Regions from separate parts of the Drosophila melanogaster genome. Here regions 1 and 2 are each linked to region 3. The links are chromatin contacts, called in public Hi-C maps. All regions are on one chromosome and are shown on one strand. The core of a region is the stretch at or near the end of the contact, and the rest is flanking DNA. Distances in the headings are between cores, read along the strand shown.

Region 1 (4,616 bases), core at 1,528-4,027, 6.6 Mb before region 3:
TTATTACCATTTATTATTGCTCTGGAATCCATTTGAAACTGGAATCGAAGTGTTCCCTCAGGAACTTCTAAAGATTAGAGTGCCCATGAGTGGTCACGATTCTCGTGTGTCTTTGCTGATACATATAAACATATATTTTTTTAACCATTTGGGTCAGAGCTATTAAGTTCTTGGCTCATATTGCGCAGTCACACTTTTCTTTCAACTGTTTACACGAGAATTTCGAAGCTATTTTGATACCCCAATATTGATAAGGAGATTTGTTGTTGACTTTAGTCAGGTTAGCATTGCCAGATGCCTGATAGAGGAAGGCACGTAAAGAGTGCTCTTTGTGGGCGCCGCATAAGTTGTGTTCTATATATTCGAGCGATAAATATAATAAAAACATTTTTCGTTCTTTATAACTTTTGTTTGGATTATATGGTTCGAAGTCTATATAAACGCACACTCTTCGATTGCGTAAACCCACTGGCATCTCCTTATGGGCCAACATGGGTGACGCACCCACCAATGGATCCACTCGATTCACAGTCGTCAGATACATACATTGACCAGTGACAATTTCCGTCAGTCTTTAGGTATTCCACATGCGAATCGCACGTCTGAAGAAAGCAGTAAACAGCGTGGAGAGTCCATAACAAAAAAAAGTGCTTACTCAACCATTTGAAGAAGTCCGCATGTCGTCTACGAGGTCTCGAGGGCGCAGGCGTCCCAGAGAGATACGTACATACGTTCTCGAAATTTGCATAGCTTTTCCCCACTTTGCGTGAAAAGTTTACCTTTGGCGGCTGGCCAGTTGGCCGGGGAAATTCAGTCGTACGCGAACAGTCGAGCAGCGTGAACGTGGCTAAAATCGAAACAATTTGGGAGTACCATCTCCCTTCCCACAAAAAGAAAACTTTGCGTTTTTAATTGCCACAAGCTTTTAAAGTGCAAGTAATAATCAAATTGAATTGAACCCATTTAGGCAAGTGCGCGTCATGAACAATACAAATACCACTCGAGGCACTTGCTCCAGAATACCCATCGCAAGCAAGCAGGAACCAACCATCGCCAGCATGGTGGAACGGTTTGTCCAGTCGCTGAGCCAACTGAATGATTCCGGCACCTTTGACAGCAGCTTCGAGATCAAGCGGATTCATCCTGGATCCTCGGCCGGTTCCACGCCCAAACATGTCAGGCATCGCTGCCTCACGGAGCTGGATCGCGAACAGTTGACCCGGTTTGTGCAGGACTTCGAAGAGCGACAGGCCAGCACACCGAAGGTCAAGTCCAAGATTAGCTCACCATACATATGCCGCAAGGCCAAGGAGTTTTATCAAAGTGCCAGTGGCAGACGCAGTGCCTCACCGCAAATAACAATTGCACCGGAGACCGTGCAGGAGGAGAAAGTGTTGGTGAATCCATTGCCTAGGAAATGCGCAGAGGCAGAGGACCTGATGCCACCACCCATGGCCATGGCACGTGTCCAGGCGGAACGACGCAGTTGCCGCAGTGCCTCCCGCGTGCTGCAGTTCTTCAGTTCGGCCACCAAAAGACGGAGTGGCAACCGAAAACTCAGTGAGCCAGAGATGGAGGATAATCGCGCCGATTCCCCAGTGCTGATCAGAGTGACCAGGGATCGGGTGGAGGAGCAACTGGGCTGTAGTCCACTGGCTGCATCTGGCGGAGAAGTACCCACCAGCTCCGAGGACGAGGAGGAGCACGACGACGGCATCAGCTCGGCCAGCTCCAATCTCACTTCACAGTCGGGCAGCTCCAATAGCCGCAATCTCTCTCCGGACTCTTCCTTCGAGATGCACGCTCCACTCCTGCCCAGCTTCAAGGTCACGCCTCCACGGGCAGTTTGTCGTGTGGGAAAGAATGCCGCCTGCGAATTTGCTCGTTTCCTGCGCGGCTCCTTTCACTCCAAGCGCGCATCGGTGACCACGCTGCGCAGATCCCTCAGCGATCCGGATGCAGTGCAGCAGATGGACTTCAGCAAGCCGCCTCCGCTGCGCGACACCACCAACGTCATGCGAGTGAGTCACTTCTAGATTCCATTCACAACCCAAGTGGGATTAATCGCGCCTGGGAGTACACTCAACAATATTTACGAAATTATTAAAATCTATCATCTAAAGCGTCAATAATAAGACGGCAATGCAAGTAGTAGGTCAAGACTGAATAGATAATTAAAAATTTTAGAATACAAATTTAAAATGAAAATTAAAATACATTTTTATTTCACGAAAAACTAAATATGATTTAAATATTTTCAAACACATGCCCCCTAAAATTTGTTGAGTGTACTTCGCCAGCTGGCGCCAATGTGATTCGCCTCGTTTCGATTCGATTCGATTCCGTTCCGATATGATTTTAGTTCCAAATTTGTTTACGCCAAAAACTCTTCATAATTTTTTCACTGGAAGCTGTTTATTTACGCTCGAGTCGTCGTCAATCAATGGCCATTAATGCGTGTCCGTAAAATCCGTTGATGGTTGTCCGTATGGCGGCACCTGGCTTCCAGCGAATACCCCAGCCCAAGAATGATCCCCGAATGATCTTTGAACTCGTCAGCTTCGTGGTGTTTACCCTGCGTTGCATTCTAGATGTACGCCAAATTGGATTACGCCATTTAGTAATAGTTTATTGGTCCATATAAATTAGCTGTTTGTAATGCCACAAATCGATCAGCATTAAATTCTGCGCAAATTCAGGGTTCGGAATTAGGAAGAGAATTCGAGACGTAGAATCAATAGATGTGTAGATGCGATTTTATATTATAGTTCGTTTGATAATTTTTAATATACAGGTAATAATCTGAATTGTTCGTGTTTCGAAATGATTAGATTCACTTTTACTGCTTAGATTTCCCTTTTAGGAAGTACTTTTTCTATGTGTGTATGCAATGTATCACCTCAAGCGAAGATGTCACCCATTGGTATTAGATGGCCAACGATTGCCAGCCATAATGACTTTCTAATTATCACATTTGCATGGGCGTCGCGTGCCGCATTTCACTTTTCAATGGTGCTCATGGGTCATCACTTGGATCCTCGGTTGCCAAGTGGGAAAGTGGCCCACGCCGATATAAACCATTTCCATTGATCAATAAAGAAATTAAGTAAATATTCCCATCGCATTGCCCACACTTTGGGCCGCACAAAAGTAGTCGTTAATCGCCGTCTGTGGGCATTGTAAAAATTCCATTCACATATCCGTACGATTCCTGTACTTAAATTTTAAATACATATTGTATATGTATCTTCCGCCTGGAGTTTTCTGAACAGAACGCATATGACCCGCATTATCTTCCATAAAATTAACGCAAACAAAAAGAAGCAGGAAAAACAAGCAGCATGCCGGATATTTAATTTAATGTGCACAATTGTTCAAAAAAGCGATGCAGGCAAACCTACCGTAACTGGGAAATTGGAATCAATTGACAATGGAAAAAGACAGCAACTAACTTTCCAGAACTATCCAAAATTAACTTAGTTTCTTTGAAAATTTAAATGAATATCAGTTTCTGTAAAATTGAAAAATGTTCCTATAGAAGCTCCACTGTAATTCACAAATGTAAAACGATGTTTGTTGTTGCAATTGGGGATTTGGGAACGGAACAGATGGGATTGCCTGGAATTGGCTCATTTACGCACAAAAACGCAGATGGAAACCAGTGCGAAGTGCGTAAAATGGGGGAAATTATAGTTCCCTATATTTTTTTGCCCACTGGCCTTTAGCTAAACAAATCATAAATAACTGTGAAATTATAGACAAAAAACGCACACGCGGCGAAAAGGAAAAATAAAATAATTTTCCAGTGCTCACATGATCTGGAAATTGGACGCTGATGGGGGGTCGACTTCCACGCGTTCTTTTCAGAGCCCTCCTCACCTCCTTCGTTGATCTACACTTTTGTATATCTGCAAATTGCTTAATTTATCAACCAAATGCACAACAACAAAGCAGCGGCCGCCCGCATTCCAGTTGCCTTTGCTTGGCATTTTAATTATTCCAAATGTTGTCTGGGACTTTCTTTGTTTACACCACTGGAAGGATGGAATGGTGGAAGGGGGTGGGATCGGATCGCTTAATTTATTTGCCAGCGTGCTTTGACTATTTTTAGAGCAATTTATTTACTCGTCGGCATGTGTTTCGCAAAACTACAAATGTTTTTGCCTCATTAAGCCCCTTGCATTGCATACTTAAATGGGCATTACATATACGCCGTGTAAAATGCGACGAAAATGCGCTAAGCAACTTAATTAATTGGCCAAAAGGCTGAAAAAGCCACATTTAATTAAGAAAAATCAACAAAAATGTGCGTCACTTGGGGCGTGCGAGAGGAACAGACAGAGAGCGAGCACACCCACAACAAGCTGTGCAAACTTGTATTTGTATGTGCGTGTGCGATTCATTCATAAGCAGCAAAGCAAACAACAAAAGCAATTTCCAGCAGCCGGTGTCAGGCAAATAGGCAAAAGCAATAACAATACTAACAACAAAGAGCAACGTACGAAACAGGCACCAAAAAAACTAAAAGAAACAACAAAAGGCATTCTCATTCCCATTGAAAATGAGTAAGCAGCGCACATGCACACATACTCACACTCGCTCAGTCGAATTCGAAT
Region 2 (4,699 bases), core at 407-2,906, 5.9 Mb after region 3:
CTGTTATTAAAACTTAGCTTTTAGCAATTGTTGACTGTATTTTCCACAATCACGGAAAGCGGTGGGTGAGGGGGACGCGACGGGGGTGGCGAATTGCCTTTGATGACGCCGTCGAAAAAATGTTAACTACGACGCAATTCAGTTTACTCACATTCTGTTGTTTTTTGCCACATTTCTTTTTGTGTCTGTGTTTGCCGATACTTTTTGTTTTTCCAACATGCACTTTGTTCGGATTTTCTCAGGGCAGAAAAACGGATTTTCCGACAAGATATTAATGCGTCACTTTTCGGACACGAAGCAAACTTAATTCTCAGGCGAACTTTAATTCTTTAAGTTTTATATTTGGGTTTTTGATTATCTTTATGAATTATTTATTGAATTGTGCTTGGGTGCACAGGCAACAAATGCGATCGGTTGAAGGCACCGCTGTTCAATGTCGCCGCTTTTTTGTGAAAGTTCTCGCCTCTGCCGCGGCGCAGCCTCTGCCAGCGTCGTCGTCGACGTCGACAGAGTTTCTATCTACTGGCAGAACACTCTCTGCCCTCTCTCTCTCACACAGTGTGATGTTTCGTCAAGTTTTTTCGATTCTTCCTGTTCCTGTTTCTTGGGCCTTCTACTTTTGCCCTACTGCCCCACACTGCCCCTCATCGAAAACCCGAAAGGCACATGTGATTCTCTTCGCAGTGGCCTTCAAACTGGCTTGGCTCTCTCGCCAGCTCTTGCTCCACTCTCCACCATTCTTTCATTCATTATTCTCCTCCCCTCATTTCTCATCCCTAAAATGTATCTGTATCTGCGCACTTTTATCTGTGTTTGCAACTCACTTTTGCTTTTTGCGAATTCCTGTTTTTATTGCGACGCTTTTTCTAGCCGAAGCAAAACAAAACAAAAGGCTGAAAAACAATTTCAAGGGTTCGGGGGGACTGTGAGATCCTCATCCCTTGATCCTACCGAAAAGCTTTACAGAGCTTTCAAAGTTCGAACAAGGAATAAGAGTACATGGACATTTTTAACTGGGTTTGGAATGATTTGGTTCTTTAGAACTTTAGATACTGATAATAAAAGGAAACAAAAAACTATTTCTAAACAAAATAAAATCACAAATGTATGCAGTTTATATAGTAAGTGAAAAATGGATGACGAAATGGCTGACTGTTTTAAATACTTTGTAAAACAATGCTCACCTTTGATGATCCCAATTGATATTTTATTAATTTATTGCTTCACCGACTTCTTCTAATTGCTTTTTAATTCTTGTATCTTCATGTAAAAACTCACTTGTTTGAGGCACGTATTTAAAATAGTTGTGAAATGCGCTTGCATTCTTATATCAATTTCGTTATTTACTTCCTAGTTTTTGTAATCACACAATAGAATGCACTTAAAAGGATTTAATTTATGTTTGGCGTAATTACCAATTCGTGTGTTTATCTTCGATTTTTTGTGATATGACACGCACTTCACGTAGAATTGGGCACAATTAATTTCCAATTATTTTGCATTGTATTTGCTTTTCCATTTTGAATGGGTTGGTTTTTAACGGATTCAATTTCGCTGTTGATGTCATTTGCGTGTCTAATTTGTAACAAATAATGTAGGGATTGTTTTTTTTGAGGTGGGTATTATATGCAGTACTTTTTGCTGTGTTCAGAATTCTTCTGCTTCCGATTGGGAATTTTCTAGGAATGGAGCGTTGTTGGCAGCTCGCCTGCCACACTTTCAATGCCAACGCGCAGCCCAGCAGAAAATGACAGAGCTGTCGTTGTCGCCGCTAAAGCCCGAAAGCTTCCGAAGCGAAGAGAGAAGAAACGAAGTGGTCAAAGTGTGGGAGAAGAGAAGAATGGGGACTAGAAGAAAGCAACGTACATATGTATGTATGTATTGAAAGGAGCTGCGCGTCCTGCTGCCAGAATTAAAATGCACAGATATATGTACTTGCATACATATTGCATTTGAAAAGGAAACTCTGACAAGCTCAGCTCAAGTTCAAGGATGTTATGTAATAAAGTGAGGAGAGAGCACAGCCTGAAGTGGTGGTAGTGTAAGTGCAAGTAAGCAGCTCTCTCGCAGTAACACACACATAGGCAGGTATTCCTCATCTGATCCCCTTTCGCTTTCTCACTCGCCCTCTCTATCGCCGTCTCCCTCTGGCCCAACCCCTTCCCCAACGGCATCCCTTTTTGCCTTTCTTGGCATGTACTTGTAGTTTAAGTTGTGCAGTCTGCCCTGACGCGCCTCGCTTACTGCCGCACTGGTACAGTGGTCCCTCGCTAAAGCTGGTCATGAGCGGCAGGGTTACTGTACCATTGCATGTGGTACTTAAAAATGATCTTTACCCAATAGGAAGATTAGAGTTATGACAAAAAATAAGAAATTTGCAGATCCTTATAATTCCCACCTAGATTGGATAACACCTTATTAATATTGATTGCAACAAAAATTGTTTGTAAAGATTCTCCCCCAAGGTTGCCCACTGTATATGGATGCACTGAGTGCGCTGTGTATCTACTGGTTCTGGGCTTTTCGGTTCGTGTTCTGGGCCTGGGCAGCGAAATGTATTGTATATAATTAGCGCATTTATTGACTAACTGCCGCTTGCAACACAAAATGCTCGTAGTGATAGGAGGGAAATACAATAATTACTTGGCTTACTGGCCCTGCAAAGTGTACGGATATTTGCTGTCATATGTATTTCTGACGTGGGTGGGACCTTCTAATACCTATGTACATACATACATATGTACTTTGTGCATGTGATTTCGATTTCGATTGACAAATGTGTGTCTGCTGCAATTTTCCACCGGCTAAGCCAGCCCCCCAAATCTGCATCCCCACACAGGGTGTGGTTTCGTCTCTTTCTCGCCTGCTGCAGTCATCTCTTTTGCTCACCCATGGTTCTCTCTTCTAGTAGCACAAACAAGCTGGCAATTCGATTTTAATTTCTTAATTGAATTTGTTTGGGGCCGCTGGTGTATGTGTTGGTTTTGCGAGAGACCGAGAGAACACTGCCCGCCATGTTTGTTTAATTGTTTAATTTAATTAAATGCGCTAAGTGCAACTCTTGCATACCTAGGCACTTTGTAACGGTCGCATATTTTCAGGTAAATATATTTCTGGCGATTCATGTACATATCTGTATCTATATCATCGGATATATGCAACAGATGTTAGTGCATGTCGGGCTATACCAATGCAGCTACAGATACGGATACAAATACACACATGCGACTGCACTGGCGCACTCCGAAGCTTATATGGTGGTACATATATACCCCATATACAAATATATAACCACTCGCCCGATACACACACAGCCATGGCTTGCACTTCCACAAACACAGTTACCGCCAACTGTTAGCGCCCAGTTTACTCTGCGAAAGCGTTGGAAACTTTTCTATCGCTGACACTGTGGGGAAATGAACAAAATTTCATTACGGATTACGAGTGAATTTAGTTACGAATAGAAGTTGTCAAAGAAAATTAGAAAGGGTCTACATATTTAAGAGTACATACAGAATACCTAACGGGATTGAAATAAAAAAGTTGTTGTTTTAACATTTGTTAATGAACATTAGAAATTTATTATGAAAAGTACCTGATTTTTACTTTACTTTATTTTTATTAATTAAATTCTTATGATCCTTTTTAAAATTACTTTTCGGAAAATTCAAATGTTGCTTTCCTGAGTTTTAAATCGACTAAACTCAAGAAAAACTTAAAAAAAAAATGTTAAATAGGAAAAAGATAATCGAGTATGGCCAAAATGTCATTTGCTTTTAAAAATAATCCTGGGCTGTGCTCAATGTTGCTCGAAATCAGTTGCTGGCCTGTAAACCATTTTTAAACGAACAAAAGTATTTATATCCCCTGCGAAAATATACATTTCCTAATAGTGCTTGCTGTGCGGACCGAGCTTAGAGCGCATCTATTATAGAATGTGTATACTTTGGGGAAAACTGTGGCAGAGTGGGAGGGCAACATTTCGCCAGCACTGTGTAGGTAGCTGCTGATTCTGTCGATTTTGCTTCTGCTATTGCTGCTGCTGCAACAAGCGCCCTTACCCTTCCCCTTTTTTTCAGCGCATGACTGTAGTAGGTGACCTTGACAGTGAACTTGAAATATATGCTACAAGGATTCATTCTGCTTGTGTGTGTGTATGCGTGTGAAACGCCGTGGAATGGAACAGTGAGCAAAAGAGAGAGCTTTTGCAAAAGTGCAGCTGTGTGAGGGTGGTGAATTGGCTGTACACCAGTATATAGAGGGCAAATGATTCATCGCTACTTGCGACGCGTTGTCTGCAGTCGATGTTTGTGAAATATGTGCCAGAAATTTCGCTTTCATGTTTCGCCTATTGCAGCAGGAACACAGAAACAGAAACGGGAAACAGAAAAATGAGAGCCCCTCTGGCTTTTATGCAACTGTAAAGCTAATGGGCAGCATATGTTGGTCGTTGCACTGGACGGACAAGTGTGCCAAATGACTCACGGTTTCATACCCACTTCCATTTCCATTTTCATTCCTAGTCCCATTTCGATTTCAATTTCACTTGCATTTACTATATTCTTGCATTTCCCTAGCTCACATCGCCTTTCATATTGTGCATTCAACTTTGACATTTGGGGGTTTATAGCGCTTTTTTGGGTGTGGGAGTTGCCATTTATGTGTATGTGCTCTCTACAAACACTTCCCCTGACGAAAA
Region 3 (4,285 bases), core at 908-3,407:
TCATTGAAGACCCAGTTAAGAGACACGCGCGGATACAGCTCATCCGCAGTGCTTGTGGCTCTATGTTTATATGGAGTAGGTGCGGTTTTTCCTAGAGTTTGGCGCACTCTGTGGATGTGTGTGCCAACCACAGAGGACTGGAACTGGAACTCGAACTGAAATCGGGACTGGGATAGGGACGTGGCCAGAGCAATTAACGATTAAGACAAACACGAGTGTCTTGTATCTTGTATCTTGTCTTTGGTGGATTGTTGTTTGCCGTACAGTTTGTTTGCGTTTCGGAATTTCACAAAAATTCTTTTATACTACAATTTTTACTTTACTTGTTCTGTTAATGTTTAATGTATGTGACTGTCCGTCATTGTTGGTTGTTTGTCCTCGGTTTGGTTTTGGTTTTGGTTTTTTTGTTTTTGCGGTGTTTATTGTCGCGGTTTCCTCCGCGGCACCCAAAAGTAAATCCCACTTGTTTGCGGATGCATTTCGCTATGGAGATGCACGTGTCAGGGGAGTCGGATGGCTGTGTGGGATGCATCCAGGGTTTCCCTGGAAAATCACTGGCTGAACAACAAAAGGCAATTGTCGGTTAACTACGACAATTCGCTTGACTATAATATGTGTGTGGTTATACAATATATATATATATATATATTTTTTTTGTATAATTAATTTTCAATATGGCTGACCTATGGCAGGAAGTCATGTGTGTATAGCAATGAATTTATGGGTACATAGTATAAGGCCCCACTACATTTATTTCATTTGTTTTGAAATTCTTTTCTTAAATGCTTATTTTTCTTGAATAATTTTTTCTTTTCATTTTTTCCCCACATACATATATTATACATATACATACAAGTCGATGTTGATAAGGCCTCGTTGTTGTCGTCGCCACAACTCAACGACCGCAGGGCCAAGTGGATCGGCAGCGGTACCATGGAACGGGACCCATCGTTTGGACTCGCATTTTGTTTTTCAGTCGTTTCAACCTCCTTATATATTTATATATATATACACATACATATATATAAAATATATACTCGGGCACGCATATGGGCACTTGCTGGGTGCCACTGCCTGGAGCTGTAAGGCAATGCCCCACCCCTTGGCTGGACGGGATCCGGAGTTTTGTGCTTTTTGGGTTCGTTGATCGTCATGCTGGTTTCTCGTAATCGACATAATTTTCCCTACTTTTCCCTGTCGGTCCCTTTTCAATTCCTTAAATTTTCTTAGACACTTTTTGCTTGGATGCATTCCACAACATTTAATAATCTTACTGCGACTTGAACTGAAATATTTATTCTTAGAAACCATTTTAAGCCTAAAACTCATTAAAATCATGACTGTTTGCAAAAAATGAATACAATGACTCATAATAATACGTACACTATGTCTTCCCAAGAGTTGTGACTAAACATTATGTGACATTTATTTATGTACATATGTAGCTTCATTTAGCACATATGCAACATTCCATTAGTATTATTTATGTTAGTTAAGACAATTGAGAGCAACTTCCCCCGAAGGCCAACAAATCGTCTGGTGAAACTTACCAAGTTGTCCATGGCCAGATTCCCATGCATATTCCGACAGCGATTGAAAATCCATTGTGGCTAGGTCCAGAATCGAGTGCTCGGATCCGTTGCGCTCATTATGAGGGGCGTTCGTTCGGCCCATGTGGTTTTCATCGATGATGACCGAGCCGCGGACATCTGGGCATCTGGCGATCTCAGGCGCTAAGCAAGCGTTAAATTTTCGGTTTCGATACTGTCCGGACTTTGAGGGGGCGTTAACCCGGCAAATGAAAGTGTCACACAGGTCACGCCGACGGATCACAACTCTTTCGGGGAACGATGAGGAGGCGGGTGGTGGCTTTTCCGGGCGCCCAACCGTCGATTATGTTGGTTAAACTCACGTCGCTTTTGTGGTTAAACACACGTTTGAAGGATTTCCCTTGCGCCGGCGCAACTTTCCTCACATTTTTCCACGCTCAAAGGGTTTTCTTCGGTTTCACGCCCAACAGATCACGGTGATAATCGCCGGGACACGACCCACGAATCCGCACCGGTGTGCCGGATGCAATCGATAGGATGGGATGGCACGGGATGGGTTCGGTTGGGAGTGGACCCGACCAGACCCGCATCCGAGCTCCGACCTACTACTACAACTTTTCAAATGCTACTCGGCCGGGAGCCACCCAAAGCAATGCGAGTAAAATATTCTTGATTAAAACTTATCAGAGCACATTTCATATCACCTTTTCAAAAACGCAACAACAGCAAAGTAACGATTGTACTTATTATCGGCGACGCAACCGTCGAACTCATTGCGCCGTGTACTCGGTACTTTGGCGTAGTTTGGCTGTCGCCGGTTCCGCTGATTGGACGCCGCCAAGATATGGCTATCTGAGCCGGGCCCGATTCCGATTCCACGATTGCCAGCCCCACAGGCGCCATCTCCGCCGCATGGACGCCACACGGGAGCGAGCAGGACGCTGGCACAGATAGAGCGAGAGGCAGGGTGGGCGATACCAAAACACGATTTGATTAAGTTGCATCACGCGTCGGTCGCGCGACTATCCTTATCGGGGCAACTCTCGCTCTCCGACTTGGTGAGTATATGCCATAGGTCCTTATCATCTGGCCTGCTTTGGCCAGATTTGATTTGGTGACGACAGCATTCGGAATCTGGCCACTATAGCGGAATGTACATAAGTTCCTGTTTCGAATGCTTACCAAACAGTAGAGAAAGGATCTTTAACCAACTTACTAAAAAAAAATATATATAAATTCCCCCAGATCCAATCCTGTAAATACCCAATTTCTAATTATTTCTCAAAGATACAAGCTCTTCCAAACTAATCTTTTTCTAAATCAAAAATATAAGTTCCTAATATAAATCCCACTTTTCTCTTTTATATCTAAGATATTTTCCGGTTTAGTAAAGATGGTTTATGAAAGATATAACATTTTTTTTGCGCTCAATAAATAGAGACTGATCTACATTAAACCAAACCGATAACAAAGCCTGGCAGACGACCTTGCCTATCTATGGCACTCCTACTATTCTCCCTACACACCCCCCCTTTCGATGAAGTTTATGATGAAGTTTATTTCCCACCAGGGAAATGCCAAAGAGTCTGGTAATTTTAAAAAACTAAAAAGCAAGCACGTTTCCAAAAAAAAACGATAAAAAAATGTAAAGATATTCCTATCTAATAGCAAAATGCCGGCTCTTATGACGTCACGCGTCGTGATAAGAGAACCAGTAATCAAGAAACAATAACAAAAAGCTGAGAACAAACATATTGCAAACAGAAACATTGATAAAACCAGACGAATCAGAAGCAAGGAGCGGGTGACGAGGCGAAAACAATGCTGGCGAGATAAGGAGGTAAATAACCTGGCGGAAAACTTTAAGTCGGCGCCTCGCCGGGCAGACCAAGATCCGACCCAGCCAGTAGGGAGAGGAGGAGGCCCTGGCCACAGGGTGCGGGTCACCCATGCGGGGAGGAGTCGAGGAGGAGACATTGCGATAAGGATGCAAGGGTGCGGGTGCGGGTGCTGGACTATCAGTAGTAGCAGTAGCAAAGTCCGGAAGATGCCTTGTGGTCAGAAGATAAAAGGCCAAAGTGAGTGGGTAAGAGAAAAGGGAATGCACTGAGAAGAATGCAGAGGCAAAGATTGTAAGATACTATTAATAACCTATTTTAATAACCTATTATCTTGTCATCATGTTATTTTAGATACTATTACTACATTTCATTTAAACTATCCTGCTACGTTTAGCTTTAATCATGTACAGAATTTCATATTTGAAATCTGTATAAGATCTGGTATATTTTTTCTCGCAGTGTTATATAGCGAGTGGAAAATCGTAGCTTATCAGCCACCGACTTTAACTCGGGACTTGCTTTTGTTTTGTTTGAGCTGACTCTTATAATACAATTTAATAATGACCATTATAAAGAAACTGGGGAAGACGGGCATTACTACGGGCCAGAGATAAGGCCATCCTGTACCACGCACCGAATCCCTCGTACTGCTGCAGGAATTATTATTGTTTTGGAGTATTGAGACACAGACTCCATTACGATCGGGTCGCGTTTAGCACCCCTCGTAGACATAAATAATCTACTCCATGGATGGATGGTGTGCCCATGCCATAATCCGCAGCCATTTCATCGTGACGAAGCACAGATAAGCCGGGTTTTGTATTAATCGAAAGCAAACCAAATTGAAAACTAAATCGGGTATGCTGTGTGGTGGTAAGGGGTCAACTAACTATA

What was found. A called contact is a pair of places that touch in the nucleus more often than the background predicts.
Region 1: a Hi-C map of the Kc167 cell line shows a contact between it and region 3, with 5 times the contacts expected there.
Region 2: a Hi-C map of the Kc167 cell line shows a contact between it and region 3, with 2.8 times the contacts expected there. A contact is called at or near these places in 3 of 107 Hi-C or Micro-C datasets (the Kc167 cell line, the S2 cell line and the Sg4 cell line).

Annotation. Positions count from the first base shown.
Region 1 is chr3R:22,626,958-22,631,573 of dm6, reverse strand. lncRNA:CR43475 (long non-coding RNA:CR43475) reads right to left here and starts at 2,777. Exons shown (of 1, transcript NR_048466.1): 1 at 2,275-2,777. All of the region lies in intron 2 of loco (locomotion defects), which reads left to right. It also overlaps asRNA:CR43474.
Region 2 is chr3R:10,080,338-10,085,036 of dm6, reverse strand. lncRNA:CR45054 (long non-coding RNA:CR45054) reads right to left here and starts at 1,656. Exons shown (of 2, transcript NR_125127.1): 1 at 1,185-1,656.
Region 3 is chr3R:15,984,053-15,988,337 of dm6, reverse strand. It overlaps lncRNA:CR44133 (long non-coding RNA:CR44133), which reads right to left and starts at 2,157. Exons shown (of 2, transcript NR_074017.1): 1 at 1,551-2,157. It overlaps srp (serpent), which reads right to left and starts at 2,186. Exons shown (of 8, transcript NM_001275690.1): 1 at 1,551-2,186.